Regions from separate parts of the Mus musculus genome. Here region 1 is linked to region 2. A link is a contact called in public promoter capture Hi-C data. All regions are on one chromosome and are shown on one strand. Each heading gives the region's core, a stretch centred on a gene start, on an enhancer-like site or on the middle of the called end of the contact. The rest is flanking DNA. Distances are from core to core; before and after follow the strand shown. Region 1 holds the start of Anks6 (ankyrin repeat and sterile alpha motif domain containing 6). Region 2 holds the start of Polr1e (polymerase (RNA) I polypeptide E).

Region 1 (3,385 bases), core at 416-2,915, 2.0 Mb after region 2:
TTCTGGGGATATCACAAGCCATTGAGGGGGTACCTAGGCAGGAGAAGGCTCACCTGGAGGAAGAGTAGATACTGCCCCTAAGGGGAAAGGGACCTAGGAAAAAGGTTTTACGGTCACCTCTGCTGCCCTGGCATTCTCCACCGGTACAACCTGCTATGTGACTGAAAGCTATGCTCACTCTCAGGACTCTCCCTCTAGGGCTAGAGAGATGGCTCAGCAGTTAAGAGTACCTGCTGCTCTCAAAAAGATGCCAGGTTTGGTTTCTACCATCTGTGTCTGTACCTCCAGTTCCAGGATACCCATCGCCCTCTTCTGGCTTCCCTCAGACACCAGGCACACATGTGGTGCACATATACACAGGCGCTCATACACATAAAATAAAAACAAATCTAAAAACAAAACAAGCATTGTCTCTTTTCTTGTTTTTTTACAGCTCAGTATATTTATACGAGTCAGAAATCTAGAGATGGATTTTGCTGCCTCTCCCAACCCCTTCGCAGGGTCACACAACCACGAGGATCAACTTCAGGTTTATCCAGGCCACTAATTGTCTCTTCCTTGGCTGCTGTCTTCCTAGCCAGCCTTCCTGACTCTGGCCCATCTCTCTGCCTATTCTCACAGGTGCTGAATGTAACTTACCCGAAACAAAAGTCTGTTCCGGTCACAGTGCCCTGTGCCTTCCACACTCCTGATCATCCTTAGATTGTGGGTTTCTGTTCAGCCCCAATCTGGCACCTACTTTCTTCCTCCAATGGTGGGCTTGTCTCCAGCCCCCTCTGGGTCGCAGCATCCTCCCAGTTGTCTGACCACCTTTCATCACTATGTGTCTGCAGTGTGCTTGTTCTCCCTCGCTTCCTCGTTTTCCGGTCCTGGATAACTCTTACAAATCCTCGAGTCTTAACACCTCATTTCCACTAAAAATCGCCTCTATTCCTCCAACTGGGTCAGCTACTACTGTCAGACCTTCCAGATCAAGAATGCTACTTTATTTACCCACCCACCCCACTCATATCCCCAAAATAGGGACTTAATTGGATCCCAGTTATCTATTCGGTCAACCCCCAAAGCCAGGGTGAGTAGACAGATTCTTAGGAGACCCTTGATGCAAAACGGAATGAATGAACGTCTAGAAGATGCACTCCGCAGCCTCCACACTGTTCAGAAGCCAAAGTTTCTAACATCCCTAATCTTGTGTTTCTGAAACCGCCCTTTTATTTCCATCATACAGATGACCAAAAGGCAAAGCTCCAAGTCTGCCATTCGCACTCTCACGAGTCCCGGACTCTCTCCTTCCCGGTCCCCGCTCACCTGGCCGCCTGCATGAGCGCGCTCCAGCCGTAGTGGTTGCGGCTGTTGACCGAGGCTCCGCGGCGCAGCAGGAACCTTACGAGTGGCTCGTGGCCACCGGCCGCCGCCAGCTGCAGCGCCGAGTTGCCCGCCTCATCGGAACAGTCCACCGGCACCGGCGCCCCGGCCTCCGCTGCCCGGACCGCCTCGGGCCCTGCCGGCTCCGCTCCCGCCTCGGGCCCCGCGACCGGGTCCGCGCCTGGCTCCAGCAGGCGCCGCGCCGTGTCGGTGTCACCCTGCTCGCAGGCGCGGAGCAGCAGCTGCAGGCCGGGGGCCAGCGCGCCCTCGCCCATCGCTGACCGCCCGCTCCGCGCCGCCGCCCGCTCCCACCCCGGGGCCGCGCGCGTGCCCGCCGTCCGCAGGCCCGCCCCCTGGGTGCGCGCGCGCCTCCGGGGTCGCGCCTGATGGGTACGCGCGCGCAGGGCCCGCCTCCCGCCTTGGAGGGTGGGCCTGTGACTGTGCGGTCACTCTTCAGTCTTCCTGTTCGTTCCTACTGAATCCGACCTCTGGGCCTAGCTTAGAACTCATCTCGCATCTCTACCGACCCCAGACCGGCCCGCATTTCACTAGCGCTCCCTAAACAGTCGCAGGCTGAATCGGGACGAATGGGTCAGCCCCGTCGTTTGCCGGAGCAGCCCTGCAGTGCTGAGTTCTTCATCTGTGTCAAGCTACCCGCCCATCTATCTCTTGTTTTTGACAGGGGGGGGGGGGGGTCACCACTACCGCAGTAACTTACATGTTACAGATAGAGATTTTTCTAGCCACACCCCAGACCCACTGTCGGAAACTCAGTGTGGGACCAGCAACTGTTCTGGTCCCAAGCCCTCCTGTATATCACACAAACAGTAGGAACCACCGACTGGTCCCCAGGGCAGTCCTTGTAGCCACCCTAGAGTTTCAGATGATTATTCCAATCTACAGTAGACGAGTGACCGGGAAGGTTGTATGTTGCTATAGTCTGCACAGATCTGCAGGCGCTGCTGTGGCTAGGACTCAGGTCTTCTGACATCAAGTTCATCTCTCTTTCCGGACTCAACAAGTATGTATTGGATGCCTGTTAGTGCCAGGCACAGCTCTTCGTGCCGCGAACGTTTGCAAGATAGCATCTCTGCCTTCTAGGATCTGACCCACCCATACAGGCTATAAAGATATGCTGTGGTAATAAACTTGGCTGCTGAATGGTAGTTGAGTGCTGTTGACACAGTAAACGGAACATGAATCCAAGCAAAATCGGGTAGAAGGTGGAGCATTGTTTCATAATTGAGCCAACAAGAGAATTACTGAAAATATAACACTTGCAAAAACCTTAAGGAAGAGAGTAAGCCATGAGGACATTTTGGGGAAAAGAAGCTAATTAAGCAGAAAGCAAGACGCAGTTCACAGCATATGTGTCCTTACAGCATGGACACTTCCATAGGAAGAGACAACTGGTTTCCCTAGATGGTTAGTAGTGCCCGCCCAAACCCAGCAAGAAGCCAGACATACAAGGCAAGGCTGTTACATGTCCCAACAGTGTGTCATGATAACAGCGTAACTGTTAGGTCTGAGGACAGTTATTGAAAGTGTCCCCTGACTTCCACATTTGTTGTATGGCATGCACAGGCACACACACAATAAATAAATATGTCAGCTATGGTGGTGCATGCCTTTAATTACAGCATTGGGAAGCAGAGGCAGACAGGTCTCTATGAATTTGAGGCCAGCGTGGTCTGCATAGTGAGCTCTGGGCCAGCCAAGGCTATATAGTGAGTCCTTTTCTCAAAAACAAAACAGAATAACAACAACAACAATAATAAATATAATTTAAAATAAACAAATAAAGTGGAAAGCTGTGTAGGAAGATATTCGACATTGACCTCTGGCTATCACATACCCACATGTGGTATATGCCCATAATTATAGCACATAGTACATAAACAGCGTGCACACACACACACACACACACACACATATATGAGCAAAAGAAAAACTCCAACTCATAGCTGTATGTGGTTGCACATGGGTATAATTTCAGTCCTGGAGTGACAGAGGAAGAAGA
Region 2 (3,426 bases), core at 428-2,927:
CACTGTAGCTGTCTTTAGACACACCAGAAGAGGGCATCAGAGCTTATGTGGTTGCTGGGATTTGAACTCAGGACCTTCAGAGGAGCAGTCAGTGCTCTTACCGGTTGAGCCATCTCTCCAGCCCTCTTTGGCACCTCTTAACTTCCATACAAGTGTCCATTTTTATGTAGCCAGTGAACATATACATAGTATCTATTATGTATAAACCCTATGCTAACTTGTTGCAAGAACATTAGTATTTCTGAGGTGCGCTCCCTGACTTAGTTAGGCTCCAAGGATTGATGACCTGGTCTACTCTATTACCTACCCTTTCCTTCATTCGCTCATTTTTAAATTTTATTTTACATTGATTTATTTTGTGTGTGCATGCAGATGTATGCTACCGAGTAAGCTCTCTTCTTCCACCAGGTGGGTCCTAGGAAGACCATCAAACTTGGTAGCAAGTGCCTTTATCCACTGAGCTTTTTCCAGACCTCTCACTCAACATTTGCTGAGGTCCCCCCCCCCCCCACTTTTTTTTTTTACAGGACCTTTCAGGAGTTGGAGGTGCAGAAGTGAAAGAAATGAAATAAACTTTCTTTCTGGCTGGGTGTGATGGTGTGTGTATGTAATCTCAGCACTTGGCAAGAGGATGGGGAGTCACCCTCAGGCACAGAACAAGTGGAGTTTGAAGACAACCTGAGCCCAAAAGGAACAGAGACCTCAGTCCCTTCTTCCTCCTTTCATCCTTGACCACCAGATGAGCAGTTTTGCTTTACCATACATTCCCTCTTGGGACCCAAATAAATTAATAATTTAAAAAGTGAAATGTTTCTAATAGGCTCTACCATTCATTACTAACCTCAAATAAACTGAGTATGGAAAAGATTCTGACAGAAGGGGGGATGACTAATTAGTTAACTAAGTCCTTTTATATTCTTTTTTCCTTTCTGGAAAGAATCAATAGAAAATCACTGGGTAGAGTCAAAGAAAGTGTAACCTTCCAACCAAAGAGTTGTGACAGCTAGAAGCAAAGTATAATTTGTGTGTATGTGTGACAGTTCTCACTTGAACTTGCCTCAAATTCATGGCAGCCCTGCTCTTAAATGCTGGGATTACAAGTGTAAGGCTGCAACACGGTTTCTGACAGGCTCTTTTAGCTGAAAAGGCAGTATCAAGGCCGTTGGGGAAATTGAATACTACAAGATTACATGGTTGAATCACTGTTAGCTCTCTTATTTGGGTGGCTGCATTGAAATTACTCAGGGAGAAACCCTACATTAGTCAGTTTTTTTCTATTACCTTAACAAAATATGTGAGACAAAGCTGGTGGTCTAATCTCCGTGAATTTGAGGCCATTATGTTTCACAGAATGAGTTCCAGACCAACCAGGATTACACACATGGTGATAGCCGGCCTTAAACGACAATAACAACACAAAATGAAGACAGCTCATAAAGAGGAACGGTTTCTTTTATTTTGGTTCACAGTTCTGGAGATTTTGGTGTGACTGGTCCCACAGCTTAGAGCCTGCGGTGAGCAATACAACACAAAAGTGAAGCTGCTCTCCTGGAGGTCCGAGACGAAAGGGGAGTTACTGCATCCTCCTGCAAGGGGGAGGGTGTGATCCTCAAGGGAAAGAACCAAAGAGTGGGCGGGGACGCGATCCAGTGAGGGGCGTGGCCTTACTGCTGGTGTACCCTGGGCGGGGCCTAGAATGTCACTTCCGGTTTTTGAGTCCGCGTGTGAACCGGCGAGCTCATGGCTACTCTGGAGTCTCCTGGGATGGATGACCAGGCTGGAGACACGGAGACAGAGGCGCTACAGAGTGCAAGGTGGCTGTACTGTGGAGAGCCCGACGACAGGCAGAAAGCTGTGCTGGGTAAAGACCGCCGACCCGGAGCGGAGTTCCGCGTAATCCTTTCCGCTTCTGTCTGGGTACCACGGTAGCCCACTGCCTGCAGCCGGGACAGGTTCCCTGCCACCATCACCTTTTCCCTCCGCATTCATCTATCGTCACCACTTCGGACTCGTCTCAGGGCAGTGCCCAGGGACCTGACATCTCCACAGCTCTCTCATTTGCCCTTTTCCCCCCTCTACGGAGCAGAGTTTCCTCTCTTGCCAGTTAATGGCATTTCCTCAGTCGTTCTCTTTTGTCACAACCCCTGCCCAGAGGTCACTTCCCCTCCCCTCCTCCATCTCCCTCTTTAGAACTGGACCAGGGCTTTCTTCATACCCCCCCGCCCCCCGAAAGTCGGACTTAAGCTCCCTTGCCTTCACTACCGGCGTCCAGCCACAGTGCAGGTCTCCCCATCCATACCCTGCTGGTCCTCGCCTCTTATTCTTGGCTTACACTCTTACAGTCCAGTTCTCCAATGGGAAGCTGCAGAATCCGGGCGACATGCGCTTCACCTTGTACAACAGCACCGACTTAGTAAACCCCAGGCAGAGGAGTCACCGGATCGTGGTAAGTGCTTGCTGGTACAGATGGTCTGGGCTCTGCAGACCTCAAAAGGTTCTTGGTGTGGGCAGACATGGGAGACCTGGCCTGGGGGGGAGGAAAGGAGGAGTAGCAAATGAGACTCTGGCCCCACTGAGGAGCAAGATTTTGGGCTTTTCACTTATATGGGCTTTATCTTTCCAGACAGGGTTTCTTCCTGTAGCCCTGGCTATCCTGGAAATTACTATATAGACCTGGCTGGCTTTGAACTCAGAGAATCACCACCTGTCTCTGACTCCGTAGTGCTGGGATTAAAGGTGTGCAGCACCACCCACCCCTGGCTTCATAAGTTGTCCCCCTACATGACCTTATTGAACGTTCACCATGTCCTCATGCCGCAGGCTAAGGAAGCATCTTCATGGGATTTGCACCTCTTAGGGAGGTCACTGTTCAGAGCTCAGCTTCAACCCTATTTTATGTGTATGGGTGTTGTTCATTTTTGTCTATGTACAATGTGTGTGTAGCTAGTGGAAGCCAGAAGTGGGCATTGGATCCCCTAGAACTGGGGTTACAGATGCTTGTGAATCAAATGTGACCCCAGAGTGATGGTTTTTTTGTTTGTTTGTTTGCTTGTTTTTTCAAAGGTTTCTTTGTACAGCTCGGGTTGGCCTTGAACTTAGAGATCTACCTGTCTCTGCCTCCTGAGTGCAGGGATCTGGGATTAAAGGCCTGTGCCACCACCACCCAGCTCCACAGGATGCTTACTAGCATCTCTGGTCTCTCCCGGGTAGATGCCAGGGTTAAGACCGGTCTGCTTTCCAGAGACTCAAATTCACCAAGTAGTACAGGCATACAGTAGAGCTAGCTTGGGGTCTAAGGGAGTGTTTAGGGCCTGGGGAGGGAGCTCTGTAGGAAACAAGTCTCAGCTTGTCTGAATGCCTTCCTGAGAAGGGTGAATGGGAATGAGGGACGATTTGATAGCAGATGTTTGGTGCCCTAGTGAACGA

Evidence for each region. Promoter capture Hi-C pulls out the DNA fragments that hold promoters and counts their contacts.
Region 1: a contact with region 2 is called in a promoter capture Hi-C map of hippocampal neurons, with 2.6 times the contacts expected there. The contact joins the promoter of Anks6 here to the promoter of Polr1e in region 2. A contact is called at or near these places in 1 of 39 promoter capture datasets (hippocampal neurons) and 1 of 115 datasets of contacts at active chromatin or transcription factors (stem cell-derived neural progenitor cells).

What each region holds. Positions count from the first base shown.
Region 1 is chr4:47,055,641-47,059,025 of GRCm38.p6, forward strand. Anks6 (ankyrin repeat and sterile alpha motif domain containing 6) reads right to left here and starts at 1,666. Exons shown (of 16, transcript NM_001356426.1): 1 at 1,309-1,666. The coding sequence starts at 1,640.
Region 2 is chr4:45,016,932-45,020,357 of GRCm38.p6, forward strand. Polr1e (polymerase (RNA) I polypeptide E) reads left to right here and starts at 1,678. Exons shown (of 12, transcript NM_022811.3): 1 at 1,678-1,861; 2 at 2,343-2,446. The coding sequence starts at 1,741.